3 separate regions of the Mus musculus genome follow, and all the other regions are linked to region 3. A link is a contact called in public HiChIP or PLAC-seq and promoter capture Hi-C data. All regions are on one chromosome and are shown on one strand. The core of a region is the stretch at or near the end of the contact, and the rest is flanking DNA. Distances in the headings are between cores, read along the strand shown. Region 1 overlaps Gm30582 (a long non-coding RNA gene). Region 2 overlaps Rmnd5a (required for meiotic nuclear division 5 homolog A). Region 3 holds the start of Rmnd5a (required for meiotic nuclear division 5 homolog A).

Region 1 (3,961 bases), core at 82-2,581, 35 kb after region 3:
ATGATCTTCATGCTTGCTCTACACTTATGGAGTATATTTTGAAAAAAAAAAGTATGTGCAGTGATGGTGAGGGATGTATAACTTCTTTGATGGGTAATAGAATATATCAAAAATATTTTAAATATTCCTGCCCTTTGGTTAAAAATATTTTTTATAGAATTTCTCCTAAGAAAATGATCAGTTATGATAACTTGTGGGATCATGTAAGAGAATCAAAGATGGTTGGCAATGCCCATTGGAATTCCAAATATTGAAAATGTCCATCTGAAAGATTAGAGGTTTGGTTGCATAGATTATGATATAGCTAAACACGGATGAATGGTGTTACAGGAATGAAAGAGCAGAATACATTTCTAAGTGAAGAAAGTAATTTATAAAATTGTATGTATGTGTACTATTGTCCCATACTGTGTGTGCATGTCTATGTGCATTTTCATGTGTGTAATTGGGTGCATGCATGCCACAGAATGTCCACATAATGGTGCATGAGTGGACTACAACTTTGGGTGTTGGTTCTTGCTTCTACACATCCTTAGAGACAGCTCTCTTTTGTTGTTTTCGTTCATGAATGGCAGCCTATCTGGCCCACAGACTTCTATGGATTCTCCTATGCCTGCCTCCCATCTTGTCTTAAGAGGACAGGAATTATAGACACTTGCTGCTGTACTGACCTTTAATGAGTTCTGGAGATTCAAACTCAGGTCCTTATGCTTATGTGTCAAGTGCTTTTACCCATTGACATTGATATTTTATCCCCAGCCCTTGTTTATCACATTAAATTAAAAATTTTTACAATAAATCTGAAGTTGCCCTTATAAATGTGCCTCTGCATGTAATGTGCCTTTCTGACTACTGTCAAGCTTTGTTTTCATGACTATTTTTCAGATGCTAAGATTGGATGATCTGTATCTTAAAGGCTTGGACCCAGGTGAAGCTATTTGGATATGGTGGGTCCTTTAATAGACAGGTCCAGTGAGAGGGTGTCTTTAGGTCATTGAGGGTGTACCCTCAAAAGAGATTATGACTCCAACAAATGATGGTAAGGTAGAGAAGGGCAGAGGAGGACACTAAGTTCTGGCCTCCTCTTTTCTTCCTAGCAATGAGCTTTTTCTTGCCACATGTCGTTGCTGCTAAACTACCTCATCATAGATTCAAAGCCAACCACCATTGGCGGCGAAATCCTCTCAACTCTTGAGCCAAGTAATTTTTTTCTCTTTGTAAGATCATTTCCAATGTTTGTTGCAGTGATAAAAAGCTGATAAACATACTAGCAAGCTCTGCTCTGGTGTGTAACTGTTACTTTGGAACAGTGATACTTTGGACCTTGCCTTCCTGATCTGTCAGGTGAGAGCAGACCAGTGCAGACATTAAAGCTAGTTACTCTCCCAATGAGGTGACACTTTGTATGTTAGCCAAGGTCTTATAAATAATAAACTTTCCCTCCCTAGTCTGTGGGGGAAAAGCCTTATTCTCATTTCTGCGTGAATTCCAGTTACTGATATATCTATTCCTTTTAGTGGCTCTTCATCCAGCTTGGGAAATTCTTTCTCATGCACACATTGATCTATATGTGGTCAAGTACTCAAGAGATACCCTCTGAACATCTCTGGAAAAGTGTCTCCATAAAACTTTCTGCTCTGTGGGCTGGAGAGATGGCTCAGCAGTTATAGAGAACTTACTGCTGTTCCAGAGGGAGGACCTGTTCAGTTCTCAGCACCCATGCCAGGTGGCTTACAACTGCCTGTAAGTCCAGACTCCTGGCCTGGCTGGGCTCCCTGTCCCTATATTATGGCATTCAAATTGTCTCCATACATACACAGTTGGAAGAAGAATAGTACAAACACAGTGCATATAGCCAGGGTTGCATAACTACATGGTTAAGACTTCGCAGGTGGCTTTTAGGTATGGATTGAAACAAGATGGAGTTTCAGAAATGGAAATGCCACAGGTTGAGGTCGCTGCTAGTGGGTTAGCTCTAGGGAAGTAAGAAGGAAATCCTGGGTGTGTTGTGAGCTGAGACACAAAAGTCAAGAGGAGAAATAGGTGAACAGGGAACTGCAATCTGTAGCTTCAGGAAGTGGAGAGAGAGAGGAGGAGCAGAAAGGAAGGATGGCTCTGAACTAGACACAAGGGGAGCAGAGGGGAGGTGTTTGTGGAAGTAGTTGGAAGAAATGCTAAGGTATGACAAACCATAAGGTCAATGACAGTCATTCAATGGCTCAAGGGCTAAAGGCACAGCTGCCAAGCTGATGACCTCAGCTTGATCCCCAGGACCCAGGTAGTGGAAGGCAAGCCCTGGTTCCTGGATGCTGTCTTCTAACCTCCACATATGTGCTACGTGTGCACACACAAAATAAATATCACAGAAAAGAAAGATGAATGAAAAGGGGAGGTCGAGTGGGAGACATTTCCAGGGAAGGTTCCTTGGTGCACTTGATACGACCTCAGAGGAGAATGGAGAACCAGTGTGAACATGATACTCTGAAGTCTGTCTTGGCTAGGGGAGCTTTTGCAATAGTCCTAGTGGTGTTTACTTCCCCATGGTAGATGGTAATCGGATTAAATGGTTCAGGAAAAGAGACGCTTGGGCTAGCTGGCTGACCCCTTATCTCTGCAGCACTCTTAGCCTATTGAGTGGCATTGCCCACATTCAGGGGAGACACCCCTCTCAGCTGCTGTACCAACAGTCTCTAGAAATGCCCAGTGACATGCTCACAAGTGAATTTTTACTAGTATAGGCTCTTCTCAATCCAAAGTTGACAGCTAAGTTAACCATCACACTATTTGATGTTCAAACCAACCTTGAACATAGATACAAATATTCCCTGCTTGAGACCCAGATTTTTAAAAGTCTGCATTCAGCCGGGTGTGGTGGCACACACCTTTAATCCCAGCACTCGGAGGCAGAGGCAGGCGGATTTCTGAGGCCAGCCTGGTCTACAGAGTGAGTTCCAGTACAGCCAGGGCTATACAGAGAAACCCTGTCTCGAAAAACCAAAAAAATAAAAAATTAAAAGTCTGCATTCCTGAAAGCAAAGCCCGAGAAAAATACTTCAGAGTACAGTACTTATTTTTATCTATCTATCTATTTATCCATCCACAAGGTGTCATACTACATAGCCTGGCTAGCTTGCCCCAGGGTGGCCTTGAACCCACATAGACTTCCTCCCCTGCCTCTGTCTCCCCCAAGTTAAGATTAGAGATTTACATAATAATGTCTGGTTTGAATAAGGGTTTTAATTGAAGAAAAAAATAATAATCCCAAGGGGAAAGAGTAGACTGACAAGAGGCTGTGCCTTGAGATGAACAGCACTATAGAAGGCTGACTGTTTCATCCCATGCAACCTTCTGAACATAATCTGTCCAAGGATGTCAGAAGACATATTTACCCATCACCTACCCTAGCCCACACCCCATAGGTAAAGGTTCACTGCACAGTGTGTTAAAGTACTATCCTTCCATGCTGCAGGTGACAGTTGTGTGGGGTCCTACAAACAGCACAAAGCAAAAAGGTCCCAGGCACAAAGCAAGGGCACATAGGGCAGATGCTGTCAGAGTAACCCACATAGAAGTATGGGATATACTTCTCCATGCCAGTCACTATAATGAGAGGCAATGCTGAGAGCTTTTGAGGAGCTCAGGATGATATCACAAACTGGCATATGAACAGAAAGCTTGTGAGTGCCCCGGTCAGGAATGTATATCCTTGTTAGGTTTTCATTTTTTGCTTTTGCTTTTGTTTTGCGTTTTTAACAGAGCTGCTTTTAATAGCTTGAGATGTGTCCTGGAGAAAGGGTATATTAGGGTACTCTAGAGGATAGAGGAACAGAACTGACAGAATGTGTGTGTGTGTGTGTGGTGGGGAGAGTATTAGATTGCATATAGGATGCAGTCCAGGGAGTCCAGCAATGGTTGCCTCATACTGGAGAGGCTGAGAATCCTGTAGTTGCTAAGTCCTTGA
Region 2 (4,171 bases), core at 1,174-3,673, 44 kb before region 3:
TTTTGTTTTAAATTGGGCTGTCTGTAAAATTTACAAATGTCTGTGCACGCTGAACCACGATTACACTGGTAGCAATTATCACATATGGACAACACACTCTGGCACTGTATTCACCAAGAAGAAATGGCTAAATAATGGTATTTCCACACTGCAGAGTAGTCTACACTGGTGGGAAGGGCAGTAAAAGTAGGCTGAGACAATCTTATGTAGCTCAAGATGACCCCTCTAACTTGCTATATAGTTGGGAATGATCTTGAATTCTGGGTCCTACTACCTCTACCACTCAGGCGCTGGGATTAGAAGCATGCACCACCATACCGTGCTCCTCTGTAACTTTAACAACAATCACAAACGGCTCTTTTGTGATATATAAAAATATAAAAATAGCATATAAAAATAGCTCCACAATAATGCTCTAAGTGAGAGAAGCGAAACCCAGAAGGGAGAAGGATATGCACAGAAGACAATTCTTAAGCCTTGGAGAGAGGGCCACACAAGGATCCGAGTACATTTATAAGTCTAATTTTCAAATCCTTGAGCTGGCTAAACTAACCAAAGAGATTAGATGCAATCCACTTTCTATGACTAGTTAAGAAAACTCATTTCTAAATATAGTTATGGCTGAGCACAGTGTTACACACTAATTCCAGTACTCAGCCATGGCTATACAAAGAAACCCTGTCTCGGAAAACAAAACAAACGAACAAACATACAAAAGATTTTGGATTCACTCATTTATCCTTATTACATCTTACTTCCTGCAAGACAGATCTACTTAATGCTTAAGAAGTCAGACACTTACTTGCTACCATTAAACATTTTATTCAGGGCGTCTCTTGATATAATATGACCACAAACCAATTTCATGGGTGGATTGTTATCTGTTGTTTGCTGACGAAGAATGGGACAGGCAAATATGGAGTGATACCAGCACTTTTTACCAAGGTCCACTTCAATCTATTCAAAAAAGAGAAATGCACAAAGACTAGTTAAATCTCCTATCTGAAAAACTACAACACTGCTTTTCAAACTGCAATCTGAGGTCTGAGAAAATCAAACATGATGCTTCAGAAGTTGAGTATCTGTTTGTGGTGGTACCAGGCAGCCTGGCCCACCACTAAGCTACATCCCCTGCCTAAATACCTTGTCATTTCACCAGAACATATACCAAGAGCAGAAGCAGACAGTCTGACTGCTCTGTAGAAGTGCTTGGTTAGGTGATAAATTCAGCGCAACAACTCCTCCAAGGGCAGTCTAAATATAGTTACCTTCTGGGTGACTTCAGATCTGAGTTTCCTATGTAATTTGTATGAAATGGTCCAGAAAAAACCTGAAGCAGGGAGGTAGGCAAAGTTTCTGTTTTTGTTTCTCCCCGGTGCTGGAGTCCAATGCAGGGTTTGCATGTGGCTAGGCGAGCTTTAGTCCAGCGCCCCATCCTAGCTCCTGACCATCACCCCTGTGCATGTGCCCCCTTTCTGTGCCTTTTGAGATAGGATCTCCATAAGTTGCCCAGGCAGGCCTTGATTTTACAATCCTCTTGCCTCAGCCTCCTACATATCTGGAATTGCAGGCTTGTGACATCAGCTTAAGCTTAATCGCAACATGACTTTTAGTCATTTGTTCACATTAAAAGCTCACGGCATGATATCAACATTGTGTTTTTGCCACAAATAAATCAAACCATATAAAAGTTTGAAATTATCTATCAGACCTGCTACTGAATACCAGAGCCTCCACAAATACTTCGTGTTCCTTCCTTCTTATTCTCAAAGTCCATTACTGCCAGGTGTGGTGGCACACACCTTTAATCCCAGCAGAGAAAGGGGATTTTGAGTTTGAGGCCAGTCTGATTGATACAATCTAGACAAAACGAGTTCCACGCCAGCCAGGGACACACAGACTTAAGTCGATTAATAACGATCTTTAAGAAAAACTGACAAAGGGGGAGGAATTCAGTGTGCACAAGGATCTGAGTCCAAACTACAGTACTGCAAAAACGGTGGAACACACCTATAAACCCAGTGCCCAGGGGGATCAGAGGAAACCCCAACTGGCCTACATATTAAGAGTATCCCCTGAGCCCCCAAAAAGAAAAGGGGGGGGGGGGCAAAAGCCAAAAGCACAACAAATCTTTCCTGAGGAAAGATTACCAACCACTACCTCTTGTTGCTTTTCCAGTCAAGAGCATGCTGTTAGCTGAGATCCCCTACAGATTACTCTACTTCAGTGTGCATATTTCAAAAACACTCACAGCAAGATCATGCAACTGCCAGAAGCTGGTTATCTGCTTAAGAAAAAGAGTTCTTCATTTGCTCCAGCAGCAGCAGCAGCAGCAGCAGCAGCAGCAGCAGCAGAGTACAGTGCTGCTTATATCCTGAGCACATGTAGCACTGGGAAGACACCTGTGCCTTTAACACAAAGCATCCTCTTGACAAGCTGCTATAGTTGGTGCAACCAACTGACAGGCTTACAACTGAAAGAACAAGCTAGCTACAGACAAATCTGTGTGCAGGTGTGGTAAAAAAAAAAGCAGCTCATGTCAATGGCTGACTAATTTAACCCTCCGGCATCTGTGACATAATTTTCTCACAAATGGAAATTACAGGTTAAAGTCCCTCAAATTTATTTTCTTGTTTCATTTTTGTTGTTGTTGTTGTTAAGATAGTGTCTCACTAAGAGGCCCTGATTACCCTAGAACATAGTATGTAGGCTGGTCTCAAATTTACAAACATCTTCCTAACTCTCCCATCACCTCCCTATACCTATTTTAACTTTAACTAGTTAACTGACTTGTTTCCTTTTTAGAGCGGTGCTGAGACTAGACTCAAAGCTTCAAGCCTGCTAGGCAAATGGTCTTCCACTGAGCTATACTCCCAACCTTATTTTTCACTCATGTTATGTGCATTAAAACAAAAACAGAAACAAAAACAAACAAACAAACAAAACATGTTGAATAGCTACAATAGCGTTTTCTGGTTAAATGGCGAAATTTAAACATTCATCTTCAAGGATTGTCAAGTTGAACTCACAGGTAATTCGTCTTTCTGGTTCCAAACTCCAGTACACTGCCTCTGCTCAATCACAGCTTTGATGTTAATTAGCGCAGGCAGCGCCACACAACCTGCTGAGAAACTGAGGGCAAAAGAGGAAGCATCAGTGCCAACCCCAGGGATGCTAACCCTACAGCAGGTGCAGGACAGCTATTCCTCTAAAAAGAAAACAACTCAACTTTTTTCTCCCTCATGCTCCCAGTCCTCAGCTCTATTTCCTATAATTACTAAAACGTAATCCTCTTTACAAGTAAAACACAAACTTCTAGCACTGTCACATAACCCTAGGCAGCGTGGGAGAAGGAAGAAGAAGAGCAAGCTTTCAAAAGATTGCGTTCTGATAGGACATTTAATTTCCACTAACCCCTCAGTAATTAAAAAGATACTTGGCTTGCCTATCAGGAGAGAGGTAGCGCTGGCCTTCTGTGCTGAGAGGGACGAGCCGTCATCATGAGCACAAATCGCATCACTTCAAGGAGGGGTGAGGGAAATGCAAGGCCTAAAGACCAGTGTGCCTCAGACACGGTGGACTTGTGCTTTAGCATTTAAAGGGGAGGAGACTCTTCTGGGCCTGTCTTCTCTTTAAGTATGATTATGCAAGGTTATATGAATAAAACATTCCAAAGTTTTCCCACCAGTTTACAGTTATTTTTTTTAAACTACAATGTCTTCGCCAGTCTCATCAGAAAAGGCTTTCAAGCTCAGAACCAAAACTTTTAACTTTAGTCTAAAATCGTGACCTTTATCACTGTATGGAAAGATGCACACACTTGCTTCCTTTACTGTGACAAACTTACTTCATTCACTTGGAAAAATAACTTAAAACCAAGAATGTCAATAAACTGTGGTTTGGTTTTCATAGAGTAGATCACTTTTTGTTAGAAATTAAATTTACTGATTGATTCATTTATAAATCACAATAAACACAATAAATTTGAGTGTCTGTCGCAAATGAGTTCAAGTAAAAACTGTATTCTGCAACAAGACATAACACAGGTGCTTTGTCAACACAAGCATCATACTGTGGTGAGAAACTAAACGCTTTATGCAAATGCCCTATTGTGTCACAGAGAATGCTAAGAAGATCCAGACCCAAATATCAACTGAAAGCAAGTATCTAT
Region 3 (3,892 bases), core at 850-3,349:
CCACCTTGGATTGACTGCCTTCTACTTCGGTATGCACTATTTTTTTCTTAGCCTGAAATAATCTGGTTTGTCCACAAAATGTCAAGTACCAGCTAAGCAGCTCTCTTTTTATCCTTTTCTGCCCTTTTCATTTCTGCTCTACTTTGGTTGTGTTTAGAGCCTAAGATCTTTCATCTCACATCCTATGATCTCCACTGTCCTTCTAGAAATATCTGAAAACACAGAGGGGCACACTGGGAATCCCAACACTAGAAAGATGAAGACAAGATTATAAATTCAAAGCTGGCTTGGGCCACACAGAGAGATTTTACCTCAAAACACCACAAGCAAAAGAAAACAACCAATTTTAGCTCACATATATTCCAAGAATATCTATATCTATCCATATATGTGTGTATGTATATATGTAATATATATATATATATATTATATATACACCTCACATATATTCAAACCCTTTAATCTCATGAGTCAAAATTCAACAGATTTTCTCACACCCCACCTTATTCTGTTAGCATCAAGTATACCATCACCATCAATTCAGTCAAATAATCTTTTCGCATGAAGCCATCAACATGTTTTGCATATATTTATACAGCGTTCCAAAGTGACAGCTGTGTCAGAAGTTGTCAGACTCCTTTACCAGGGAGGAGCAGTCACCCACAACTGAAGTGTTTGGGAAATAAAGGTGTAGAGGAAAGGAGAGGAGAGGCAGGGCTAACACTGCCTTAATCTCACCTGCTACATCCTCATTTCTCCCTGACTAATAAATATCCCTTTAATTTCTGTTCAGCCCACAAAACTGACAAGGGCCCGGACTCTTGAGTAAATCCATAATATTACAAGTCCTTTATCTCTCATTCAGAAAGAGTCAGCATTGTGGCTCCAAGGTACCAGACCTTTAGTGTTATTTTTAAAACACAAAACTCTTTCTCAGAGTTAGCCTTGGCATCTGTGGTACAAGACGTAGGGCCACTGATGAAATAACGTAGGCAAAACACCTTCTACGGAAAAGCTGTTTTCTGAAAGGATTATTAACAAGTACAAACTGGACTAGGTAAGTAACTAGCAACTCGACATCTGCCCGGTCGGACTGTACAGAGGCTACAGCAGGGACGCTGAATGGTTTAAATCGGCCGGCTTCCTAGGAAGAGTTTAGAAGAACTGCCTGCCCACATCAGTCCAACTCTGAAGTTGCAGCAGCCGATGATGTAGAAACCAACCCACAGCTAAGAACGTTAAACTAAGAACCATCAGGGAGAAAAGTCTGCGAGGCCGAAAACTAGACAAAGTCCTGCGCAGACCCTCGTTATCACTCGCACACCTGCGGCCCGCAGGACCCCGCAAGACCCCCAGCCCCGCCCCAGGCCACCGCGTTTCCGGGCGGGTCGCCGCGGCCTGGGGACCAGCAGACGCAGCGCAGGGCCCCGACCCCCGCGCGCCCACGCGCCCGCCCTCACCGTGGCTCTGCAGGATCTCGTGCTTGAGGCCGCCGGTGTAGTCGATGAGCTCCTCCAGGCCCCGCTCGCACAGCTGCCCGTAGCCCGAGAACTTGTGCAGCACCTTCTCCAGCTCGCGCTCCACCGTCACGCACTGATCCATGCCGGAGACCGCGGCGCTCGGCTCCCCGGCGCCCGGGGGTCCGCAGTGGTTCGGCCCGGGCCCCACCGAGGCCGCGTCCTGCTCCTCCTCCCCCAAGGCGGCGAGCGGGCGGCGCGGGAGGCGAAGGCAAGACGGGCGCGCTAGCCGCGGCGCCGGGGGAGCCCCGCGCAGCCTGTGCCCTCCCGCCCCATGGCGCCCCGGCCCCGCCGCTCGCGCTCGCTCGCCCGCCCTACCCGGCGCCGCGTCTCGCCCCGGGCCCCCCTGGCTCGCCGCGTTCGGCCGCCCCTCGGCGGCGCCGCCGATTGTTTTTGTTTTCACGGGAACCGGCCGATGACCTGGTTCTCCCGGGCGGCACCAATAGCCGCGGCCCGGGAGGGGGTCGAGCCTCCCTCACGAGCGGAGGAGGCGGCGCGGGCCGTACCAATCGCGGACTCGGCGAGGGGTCAGGGGGAAGCAGCGGGCGAGCACGGGCGGAGGGCGCGCGGGCGTTCTGAAGGTGTGGGCCGTACCACGCGGGAGGCCGTGAGGGAGCGCGGCGAGGGCGGGGCGAGGGCGGGGCGAGCGACGCAATTGGCCCGCGCAGCTGAACAGGGAACTTTAGCGATAGCGTCAACTACGCGGCCGGTAAACAAGAGGGTGGAAACCGTCCCCGGATGCTCCGCCCAGAAGCAGAAGAGTGACCAATCGACGCGGGGGTTAGGAGCGAGACAAACATCCTCCAATCCTGGGCCGAGGCGTAAAACTTCAGCCAATCCAGACTGAGGAGCCAAACCAATGCGCTCGCTGTTGGAGGGGGGTTGGCTTGAAGAGCGGAGCTTGGCGCTTCTACTGGGAAGCCGCGAGGGGAAACATGACAGCAATTAACGGGGCTGTTTTCTCCAGGATTTCGCCCTGATTGCAATTTGTGTTTTCTCCGCATGGAATTTTGGCCGGAGTTTCGACTGAGAGGCCCACCTCCGGGGCCAAAGGATGTCTGTCTGGCCGCCTAGTGGCGGAGGGCCCGGGCGGGGTCACTAACCCGATGGAAGGTGGTAGCTCTTAGAGGGATGGCCCGCGCCCAGCGTTGGCTCGTTCTTGACGCCCCTCGGCCTGCAAGTGGCCTTCCCTGTCGCCTTGTCCACGTGCTGGGCATCTTGGCGGCGGTCACGAACACGCGTGGGCGAGCTGAGCAACCTGGCCCTTGCTCCTTGCCCTTACCTTGGCGTAGGGCTTTTGCCCTGGTTTACCACGGGGTTCTGGCCTTGGCCTGTGCCCTCTTGCTCACCAGGCTTCTACCCTACTAGCTTTTCGTCAAGTCCCTGCCTCACAGCCTGGGCCTGGGAGAGTCCGCCTTCCTGGGCCTGCAGTTGCCAGCTTGCTTGCCTGCTCATAGCATTCCTACTTCCACCATGGTTGTATCACCTCTGCCTCCCCGAATTTTCTCCATCAATTCATTGTATCTCTTACAGCACAATTTTTTTTTTCTCTCACACATCACTTGTCAAAGTCTAAAATAATAATTGTTTGGAGTTTTGCTTGTTTTGGTTGCACCACTTAAGTAATACTATGAAGGGTAACCCCTTTTGTTGTGGCCTGTTTGTTTCTAGAACACAGCCAGCACCCTGGTGGACAGTCTTTCTTTTCCTTTAATTCAGGTGGTAACCTTTTTAAAGTTCAATTTCCGTTTTTATAATGTGGCAGCTAGTGGGCGGGTGGTTATATATGATGGCCTTTAGTGGTCCTGGATATTTGGAAGTTCAGCTGATGGTATTTCAGGGCTCCTTTCTGTCCCTCATCACGCCATTTGCTTTTAGTCCTCTTTCTTGGCAGATGGCCCTGATTCCTACTTCTCGAAAATAAAAAACCTTTTAGCTCCATCAATCTTGCCATTCTCCTCAAAAGGTTTTCTAGCTACCATCCATTTTGTGAAAATACTCAGGCATCCAAAAGAAGAAAGGGCCCTCTTCCTTTGTAAAACAAGCCCGAGGGTGCCTGGCATCATCTTACTGCTGTCTAGAGCGTCCTTGCCTGGCTGTACTTTAGTTCTTCCTGCTTGGGGATGGAGTGGACCTGACTTAGCAACCTTCACTTGACCCCTCTGAAGCTGTTTCCTTCTTTAGCTGCCACACTGCACAGACAAACCTTGTTCTTCCCCTTGAACCAAGGATCTCCTTGATAGTTTCAGTCACACCCACACTCTCTCTCTCTCTCTCTCTCTCTCTCTCTCTCTCTCTCTCTCTCTCTCTCTTCTTCCCCTTTTTTTTCCTAGAAGTTGTTTGAATAACTAAATAAATGAGATAATCCATGTAAG

What was found. Promoter capture Hi-C pulls out the DNA fragments that hold promoters and counts their contacts. HiChIP or PLAC-seq counts read pairs in DNA pulled down with a chosen protein or histone mark.
Region 1: a promoter capture Hi-C map of liver shows a contact between it and region 3. The contact joins the enhancer-like site here to the promoter of Rmnd5a in region 3. A contact is called at or near these places in 2 of 39 promoter capture datasets (liver and macrophages), 50 of 484 Hi-C or Micro-C datasets (the 3T3-L1 cell line, the 63-12 cell line, B cells and 38 more), 13 of 115 datasets of contacts at active chromatin or transcription factors (the HPC-7 cell line, bone marrow-derived macrophages, embryonic stem cells and 7 more) and 2 of 9 other capture datasets (adipose tissue and macrophages).
Region 2: a contact with region 3 is called in an H3K27ac HiChIP or PLAC-seq map of double positive thymocytes, with 7 read pairs. The contact joins the enhancer-like site here to the promoter of Rmnd5a in region 3. A contact is called at or near these places in 2 of 39 promoter capture datasets (macrophages and maxillary cranial neural crest), 5 of 484 Hi-C or Micro-C datasets (the C10 cell line, LSK cells, embryonic stem cells and 2 more), 3 of 115 datasets of contacts at active chromatin or transcription factors (double positive thymocytes and embryonic stem cells) and 2 of 9 other capture datasets (adipose tissue and pancreatic islet).

What each region holds. Positions count from the first base shown.
Region 1 is chr6:71,474,475-71,478,435 of GRCm38.p6, forward strand. All of the region lies in intron 1 of Gm30582 (a long non-coding RNA gene), which reads right to left. Among named protein-coding and RNA genes, the nearest start is that of Gm30582, 2.7 kb to the right of the region's middle. Within about 2 kb of position 1,332, at least 5 of the 459 cell types and tissues checked have an H3K27ac peak or open chromatin away from gene starts, as enhancers often do. A contact at or near this core is called in hepatocytes, intestinal villus epithelium and liver, where this site is marked.
Region 2 is chr6:71,393,823-71,397,993 of GRCm38.p6, forward strand. Rmnd5a (required for meiotic nuclear division 5 homolog A) reads right to left here. Exons shown (of 9, transcript NM_024288.2): 7 at 3,030-3,132; 8 at 803-957. Among named protein-coding and RNA genes, the nearest start is that of Cd8a, 22 kb to the left of the region's middle. Within about 2 kb of position 2,424, at least 17 of the 459 cell types and tissues checked have an H3K27ac peak or open chromatin away from gene starts, as enhancers often do. A contact at or near this core is called in double positive thymocytes, where this site is marked.
Region 3 is chr6:71,438,538-71,442,429 of GRCm38.p6, forward strand. Rmnd5a (required for meiotic nuclear division 5 homolog A) reads right to left here and starts at 2,100. Exons shown (of 9, transcript NM_024288.2): 1 at 1,461-2,100. The coding sequence starts at 1,602.